2 separate regions of the Mus musculus genome follow, and region 1 is linked to region 2. The links are chromatin contacts, called in public HiChIP or PLAC-seq maps. All regions are on one chromosome and are shown on one strand. The core of a region is the stretch at or near the end of the contact, and the rest is flanking DNA. Distances in the headings are between cores, read along the strand shown. Region 1 overlaps Gm29687 (predicted gene, 29687). Region 2 overlaps Gm36287 (a long non-coding RNA gene).

Region 1 (3,523 bases), core at 158-2,657, 970 kb before region 2:
CAGCATTTTGTTTTTCACAGACAGTCTCATAGTGTTTCAGATAGCCTGGTTTCTCTCTGCAGCTTTGTTTAGAGAGTGATTTCTGAGACAACCTTGTTGGCCAGGACAATCAACGTTTTTTTTTACTACCATCTACTCTCCACCTCTGCAGAGACAAGAGCTGCAGCTTCACTTATAGTCTCTCTCTTTTTATCTTTCTCTATATCTATGTGTCTCTATCTTTCTCTCCTTTTATGTCTGTCTGTGCTTTTGCCTCTATCTCTGTACCTCTATCTTGCTTTCTGAGCTCTCTGCAAAGGAAGCAAATGATCTAGATAGACATGTAAATAGGATGGAGTGGCAGCATTCCAGATCCTGGTTTGGTCCATCATTATGGTTTTGACTCTTGTGGGCTCATGTCTTTGAATATCTTGTATACTGATGTACTGTTTCCTTGGAAGAAGGATCTAGAATAACCTCTCCCTCCCAGAGGTAGCTTTTGTCAGACAGATCAGCACCACAGGAAGACTGGTGGAGTTAGCTCATGTTAAGGTATAGGTTTTATCTGCCTTGAGTTCAGTTCGCATCAGCGTCCAGTGAGGAGGCATCCTTCATCTTTCCATATAGTCAGCTGCCATTGCTTTAGAAAGAGAAAGGCTGTAAGCTGTTACTGAGTTCCTGGGAGCCCCCAAATAATGAATTCCTCTACCTGTTGACAGCCCCAGCTCTTAAGCTGGAACAGATGAAAGGACTCTGTAGGTTACTAGGCAGGTGAGCCCTGATGTAAAACCACTGGGCACTTTTCTAACACTCTGAGGTAGATGACACTGGCTCATGTGCAGGCTGGAATCTGTTTCAATAGGCTCCATAATGGAAATGCACACTGAACCCTCATGGACATGTTCTCAAAGGTGTTGGAGTACTACTGTCTTGTGAGCTGGACTGTGGGTTCTGGTCCTTTCTCTGGTTTTCCAGGCCTTCCATTTTTTTTATATGCATAGTAAGTAACAGGTTTTTTTGTCATCTTCTTGGTCCATTCAGTGATGAGTGGACATTGTAACCCTAGGGAAACTGACAGTGAAGGGACACTCTTAGTATTAAAGCTGGTCTCACCGATGGCAGCTACGACTCTCAGCCAAGAGCAATGTAGAGTGTGAGACAGTAATGAAGAAAGCTAGTAAGTCCAAGGTTGAATGCACATGTGGAAATACAAAGTGGAGTCATGATCAGTTGGGTACAAGGAAACACATCAGCTGTGATGTCCGCAGCATGGCATGTGGTTCCCTGTGAAGATAGCTAAATTTTGAAGTCAAATGTGTTCAATTTGTCTGCTTAGAAGTGAGCAGGCTTTGGACAGTGCAGTCACTATTTCCCAGGTGCATAGGTCCCAAGCCTAAGTGGCAACTGTGATACAACCTTCTGTGTCATTGTGGGGAGGGAAACGTGACGGGCAGGAAGTGGTAAAGGAGGAAGTCACCCAGAAGCACGTGCATCTGAGCTGGGCTTTGAAATACGCTGACCAGTTCATCCAGACAATGCTTGCCTCTCCAGGAAGTAATAATGTACAGGGTAGATACAGGACTCCATAGGCCAGGTGGAGAGAAGGAGGGAGCAGGAGGCTCCCAGGGCTGCTCAGGGCCAGAGCACCCACATCAGGTTAAGGATGTCCACTTGGTCCTCTTTGCATTTAAAAAGCCATCCTTTCTGCTGGGGAGAGACGACAGTTTAGGAACAGTTTGTGAAGATTTGTATATTATGTGCATATTTTAACTCCTCCCTTCCTTTCTCCTAGCTTCTTGCCCAGAAGAATGTTGTCAAGGGGGCAGAAATGAGCTGTGTGCATTTTCTGGCTTTCACACATCCTCAGTACTTTGGGGGAAAAGTGGTTTATATAAAAATAGTAACTGGGGATGAACCCAGTGCTGGCCAGGAAAGAGGGAGTTGGGGCCTGAGCGATGATTGGGTGTGAGGGTGGTGGAACAGGAGAAACGGGAGGGGTGAGTGTATGTGTATGTGTGCACACGCACGTGTGCATGTCCATGCATGAGTGTGTGTGTACATGTGTGTGGGTGTGTGTTTGTTGTGTGTGGATGTACATGTTTATAAGGTGTGTGACTGTAGTGAATGTAGAGTTGTATATGAATATGGGAGTGTGTAGGGAGTATTACATGAATAGAGTTTGTGTTTCAGTGTGTATTGTGTGAGTGGGGAAGAGTTGTCACCCCATGTCCTTCTCATGTGGAGTTTTATTCCTACTGTTCCAAGCCTAGACTGACCTTACAAGAGCTGGTTACTGGTACTGAGGCATTTGCCTGTCCCAGGCACCGAGTCTGTGTAGTGAATGATGGGAAATTACATGCTCAGTGTATAAAGTGACGAAGGTTGTAAATGTGTTCAATCCTCTTTCCACCTCTGCCCATTTCACACAGCTAGGGAAGCAACAGGAGAGGAGGGGGAATAATCAGTAAATGCAGGTGCAGACTTGGGGTGCTGCCAGGTCAGAAGGGTGCCACGGGCTGTCACAGAGCCTTTGTTAGCTGGAGAAAGTCCCCACGGAAACACCCACACAAAAGCCTGTTTGTCATTTCACAACAAAACCTTAAAGGGCGAGTGAAAATTACCCCAATTCTTAAGTCAAGAAATCCAAATTATTGGATGTCTGAAGGAGCATCAGCAGAGCCATCTTGTTAGGCATCAGAGCCCATGGAAGTCACCCTGTTCTATAAGCACAGCATCTTTGCCTCCTCGAGTCCATGTTATCATGGCTCAGTGGCTGCTTATCAAGGACACATTAGTTAACTTATAGAGAACTGTGAGGGAAAGAGTTCTGGGAATACATTTGCTGATCACCCTGGGTACCAATGGAATCTTCCATTGCTTGAGCCTCTGATGTCAGGGTTGATATCTGACGGATAAGGACACAAAGGCCTGAGCTTTGTTTCCAGCTTGTAAACAAAGTTCCTGAGAACTCCAGGAAGTAGGCCAAGGTTATAAGAAGTGGGACGGTTAGGTCATAAACAAATGACACCAAACTTTATGGTTTTTATCAGTCCACAATCGCATCCTATTGAAAATGTCTATACAGTATTTAAAAGAAACAAGATTTTTGTGGCATTTGGAATTTACAAATAAATGCTGTAGCTACTCATAAACCATCCTGTGGAGACAATCTGAAAAATAGACAATCTCATTTGTTGGGATGAGCTCTGTCTCTCTCTCTCTCTCTCTCTCTCTGTGTGTGTATGTGGTGTGTGTGTGAATATGGTATCTCTTTCTGTGTGTGTATGTACATGTGTGTGTATGTGGTCTCTCTCTTTGTATGCATATGTGGCATCTCAAGTGTGTAAGGTTGTGTGCATGTGTGTGTGTGTGTGTGTATGTGTGAGATGTTTCTAGAAGTCGACATCAGACATATACCTTCCCCACTGTTCATCTTACATTTTGAAGCAGAGTGCTCACCAGTTGGTTATATTAACTGACCAGCAAACTCTGGTGACCTTCCTGAGTCTAGCTCCCCCAAGTTAGAATTACAGAAGCCAACATC
Region 2 (3,119 bases), core at 369-2,868:
GCAGGGGCAGGGCTGTGAATTTCCAGCTGTGTCCTCCACCCACTCATTTGGCCTTTTCCTTTGTATTGAGAAAAAAAATCCAGGCCCTAAGACTTCACCAAGCATGGAACACTAGCACCTCTGGCTCTTAGTTTCTGGGCTGCTGGAGACCATTGTAGGTGCAGGAGACAACGTGGCCTCTGAGGTTTGCCACCAAGGCAGCTGCTTTTGTGAAGGTCACAGGCCCCTTCACCTCTCATTCCTGTCAGAAATGGAACTGATCAGCAAAGACAGCAGGAAAGCCCAGCTCTCTCCCCAGGCAGGTGCAGCCAGAAGAGTCCTCCAGAGGGGGAAAAAAATGTCAACAAGTTGGGTCACATGTCTGCCAATGGCTTTGTCCCACAGAGGAACTGTTTTTAGATGTCTATCTTGGCATAGCCACTGGGAACCAATTGCAGATGTTGGAGGTGAAGTCATCTCTCTCCACCTGCGCAGGTTCTAGTAAGAAGGACTCATGCAGCTAGGACCCAGGTAACTCAGAGTGACAGGTGGCCTTTAGTTATATTCACCCAAACTTTGAGTTTCCAAGAAAGGAAACCAAATGGGACCTGAAACCAGTACTCACCCATCTGCCACTGAGTAAAGTTGCCTAGCACAGTACTGCAGACGGGTACTAGTGGCACACATTACTGCTTGGACTCTGGAGGATGGAATCTAAGACCAAGAGTCTGGGTGATCAGCACGTGGCGAGGACATTCTTCCTGGCTTGCAGATGCCCACTTCTCGTTAACCTTACAGTGCTCATGTGTGGAGAGGTGGGAAGAGAGAAATGCTCCAATCTCTTCTTATAGAGCCACGATGCCCACTTGACCCTGGAAACCCCTTTCCAACCCCATTGAATTTTAATGGCTTCCTTGAGGGCTCAGTCTCCAAATACAGTCATGCCAGGTGTTAAAATTTCAACATGGGAATCTGGGGTAGGGGAATTCTGCACACCTCACATGTGGGCTGGATCATGCTGACCTTCTAACACAAGCAGAAAACAACACAGACCTCAAGCCAAAGCCTGGGTTTGAGCTAAATACTTACAAAGGCTTAAGTGCCATGTCCTCTGTCCCTATGCCCTGTTCTCATGCCCCTGGGACTCAGTCACCAGTCTGAAGAGCACCAGCTCCAGGTCAGGCTGCAAATGGCTCTCTGGTATAAGTGTCTGGTTGATCAGAGCATCTCCAGGGGACGGGCAGAGGATCCCCACTTTCTACAGTGAAATCTGAAGCAGGAAGGGGTGGCAGCGAGGCCTGGCTGCTAAGTGGCAGGATTGGAATTTGATCCTAATCAATGTCGCTTTCTCGTTCCAACAACACACTCCCAGTGTGAAGCCTGTGATAGACAGACCAAGCTTAGCAGGCCAGGAAATCTCAGCTCAGTGAGAGGCTCAAAGCAAGAAGGGAAGTGAGGTGGGGGATGCACAGAGACTGCTGGTGTAGGGTTTGGAAAGAAAGCAACCTGGGGAATGTCCCAGAGCCCTGGATAAGATCAAGAGTTGGCTGGGAAAAACAGTGGGAGATGGGGCAGGGTGTATGCGGATGACAGGGTGGTAGGAACTAGCCCGGGTTTGAGCAGTGACCCATGGAGAGCCCTGCAATGCTGGAGTCTTAGGCCAAAGTCCAGAGTCTTGCCAGAGGAGGCCAAAGAGACAGGCCGGGCCTTTTGTGTGCCAGCTCAGTGAGAGATGTGTCCTGAGAACACCATGGTTCTGGAGGTACCACTGGCAGCCAGAGTGTAGATTTTAAACGGAACTAACCAGAGAGCTCCTGAGAAGATTAGGATGGAAAGGGCAAGGCCTAGACCCATAAGGGGCAGTGGGCAGATAAGGCAGGGAGGGGCCTGGCGGAGGAGAGATGGCTGAGACTGAGATATGCAGGGATGTGGTCCCAGAGAGACCAAAGAACCAAGGGTGTTCTCTCGCCACTGGTGTAAGCCATAGGGGTTTCCCCAGAGCAGGAACAGCAGATGCCAGCAAGGCAGGGCCAACTTCAGGCCATGCAGATGTCTGCTCCAACCCCTCCACCCCGGGCTTAACTGCAAAGCCTTGGGCAACATCTCATCCCCATCTCTATACCAGACAGAGCTGTGAGGAAGCCCCGAAGAGTGGTGTGCACAATGTCTGGCACTCCGGTGTCAGACACTGCTATTTATACCAGACACATAGATGTGTTTCTTCTTTGGAATGTGAACATATTCTTCAGGTCCCATCCGGAGAGAATGTCCCCACTCCGAGCCTACCTATAAACATTCCTGATGCCTCTAACTCCATTGCGTGTTAGGGGACCTCTTGGCTTTCAATAACAGACTCTTGGTTCACCAAGCTTCCCTGGATGCGTCGGGAACCCCCATCCCTGTCCCCAGCTCTGGTTCACTGGGGACCACTTCTTATACCTCCTCTCCAGGACAGAGGTCCTCCAACCAGAACAGCATGGCTACTCCCTCGCTAGTTGCTGAAACAGGGCTAGCATGAGGTGCTTGGCAAGTGTGTACTCACTGAGCACGAGTTGCCAAGTTTGCCCGGGGCTGATGACTTACGTACGAGTTTCAGTTTATTCCTCCAGTAGCCTACCAGAGGTGGATTTTTAAACTGATAAACACACCTGTGTTTAGCACAGAAAGAGAGTTCGCCCTGCTCCCTAGTACTGGTCCGGGAACAGTAAGCTTTATGGGCAAAGGAGCAAATTGACGTCTCCCAGGGAGTCGCTTCTGCTCCTGAGGAAGGAAGGCGCACTGTCTCGTTAAGCCCTTTGCTCCAGGAGGTAGTAGTATTATCCCCATTTTACAGACAAACAGACACACTGTAAGTCCGGTCTGTGGAGCGCCTATATGCCTTTGAGCCCAGGAAAGCACTGATGTTTATCCTAGAAACTAGGAAGGTTGGTTTGAGGAATGCTTAAAAATAGGCATTTTCCTATTATATTTTCCCACCCTTAGAACAGGTATTATGATGCAGTGGAGGGGGAAAAAAAAACACATGGTGACTCCGTTCCTAGCAAAATGTCATTTGTCCCCTTCACCCTGACATCAGCAAAGCCCACGAGGATAAAGACAGGCAGACAGAGACAGAAACGCCCCCCCCACCCCCCCACCCC

What was found. HiChIP or PLAC-seq counts read pairs in DNA pulled down with a chosen protein or histone mark.
Region 1: a contact with region 2 is called in an H3K27ac HiChIP or PLAC-seq map of T-cell acute lymphoblastic leukemia, with 2.9 times the contacts expected there. The contact joins two enhancer-like sites. A contact is called at or near these places in 1 of 115 datasets of contacts at active chromatin or transcription factors (T-cell acute lymphoblastic leukemia) and 1 of 9 other capture datasets (embryonic stem cells).

What each region holds. Positions count from the first base shown.
Region 1 is chr12:26,185,560-26,189,082 of GRCm38.p6, reverse strand. The region is part of intron 2 of Gm29687 (predicted gene, 29687); the gene reads left to right. Among named protein-coding and RNA genes, the nearest start is that of Gm29687, 23 kb to the left of the region's middle. Within about 2 kb of position 1,407, at least 55 of the 459 cell types and tissues checked have an H3K27ac peak or open chromatin away from gene starts, as enhancers often do. A contact at or near this core is called in T-cell acute lymphoblastic leukemia, where this site is marked.
Region 2 is chr12:25,219,155-25,222,273 of GRCm38.p6, reverse strand. The region is part of intron 7 of Gm36287 (a long non-coding RNA gene); the gene reads right to left. Among named protein-coding and RNA genes, the nearest start is that of Gm36441, 11 kb to the right of the region's middle. Within about 2 kb of position 1,618, at least 22 of the 459 cell types and tissues checked have an H3K27ac peak or open chromatin away from gene starts, as enhancers often do. A contact at or near this core is called in T-cell acute lymphoblastic leukemia, where this site is marked.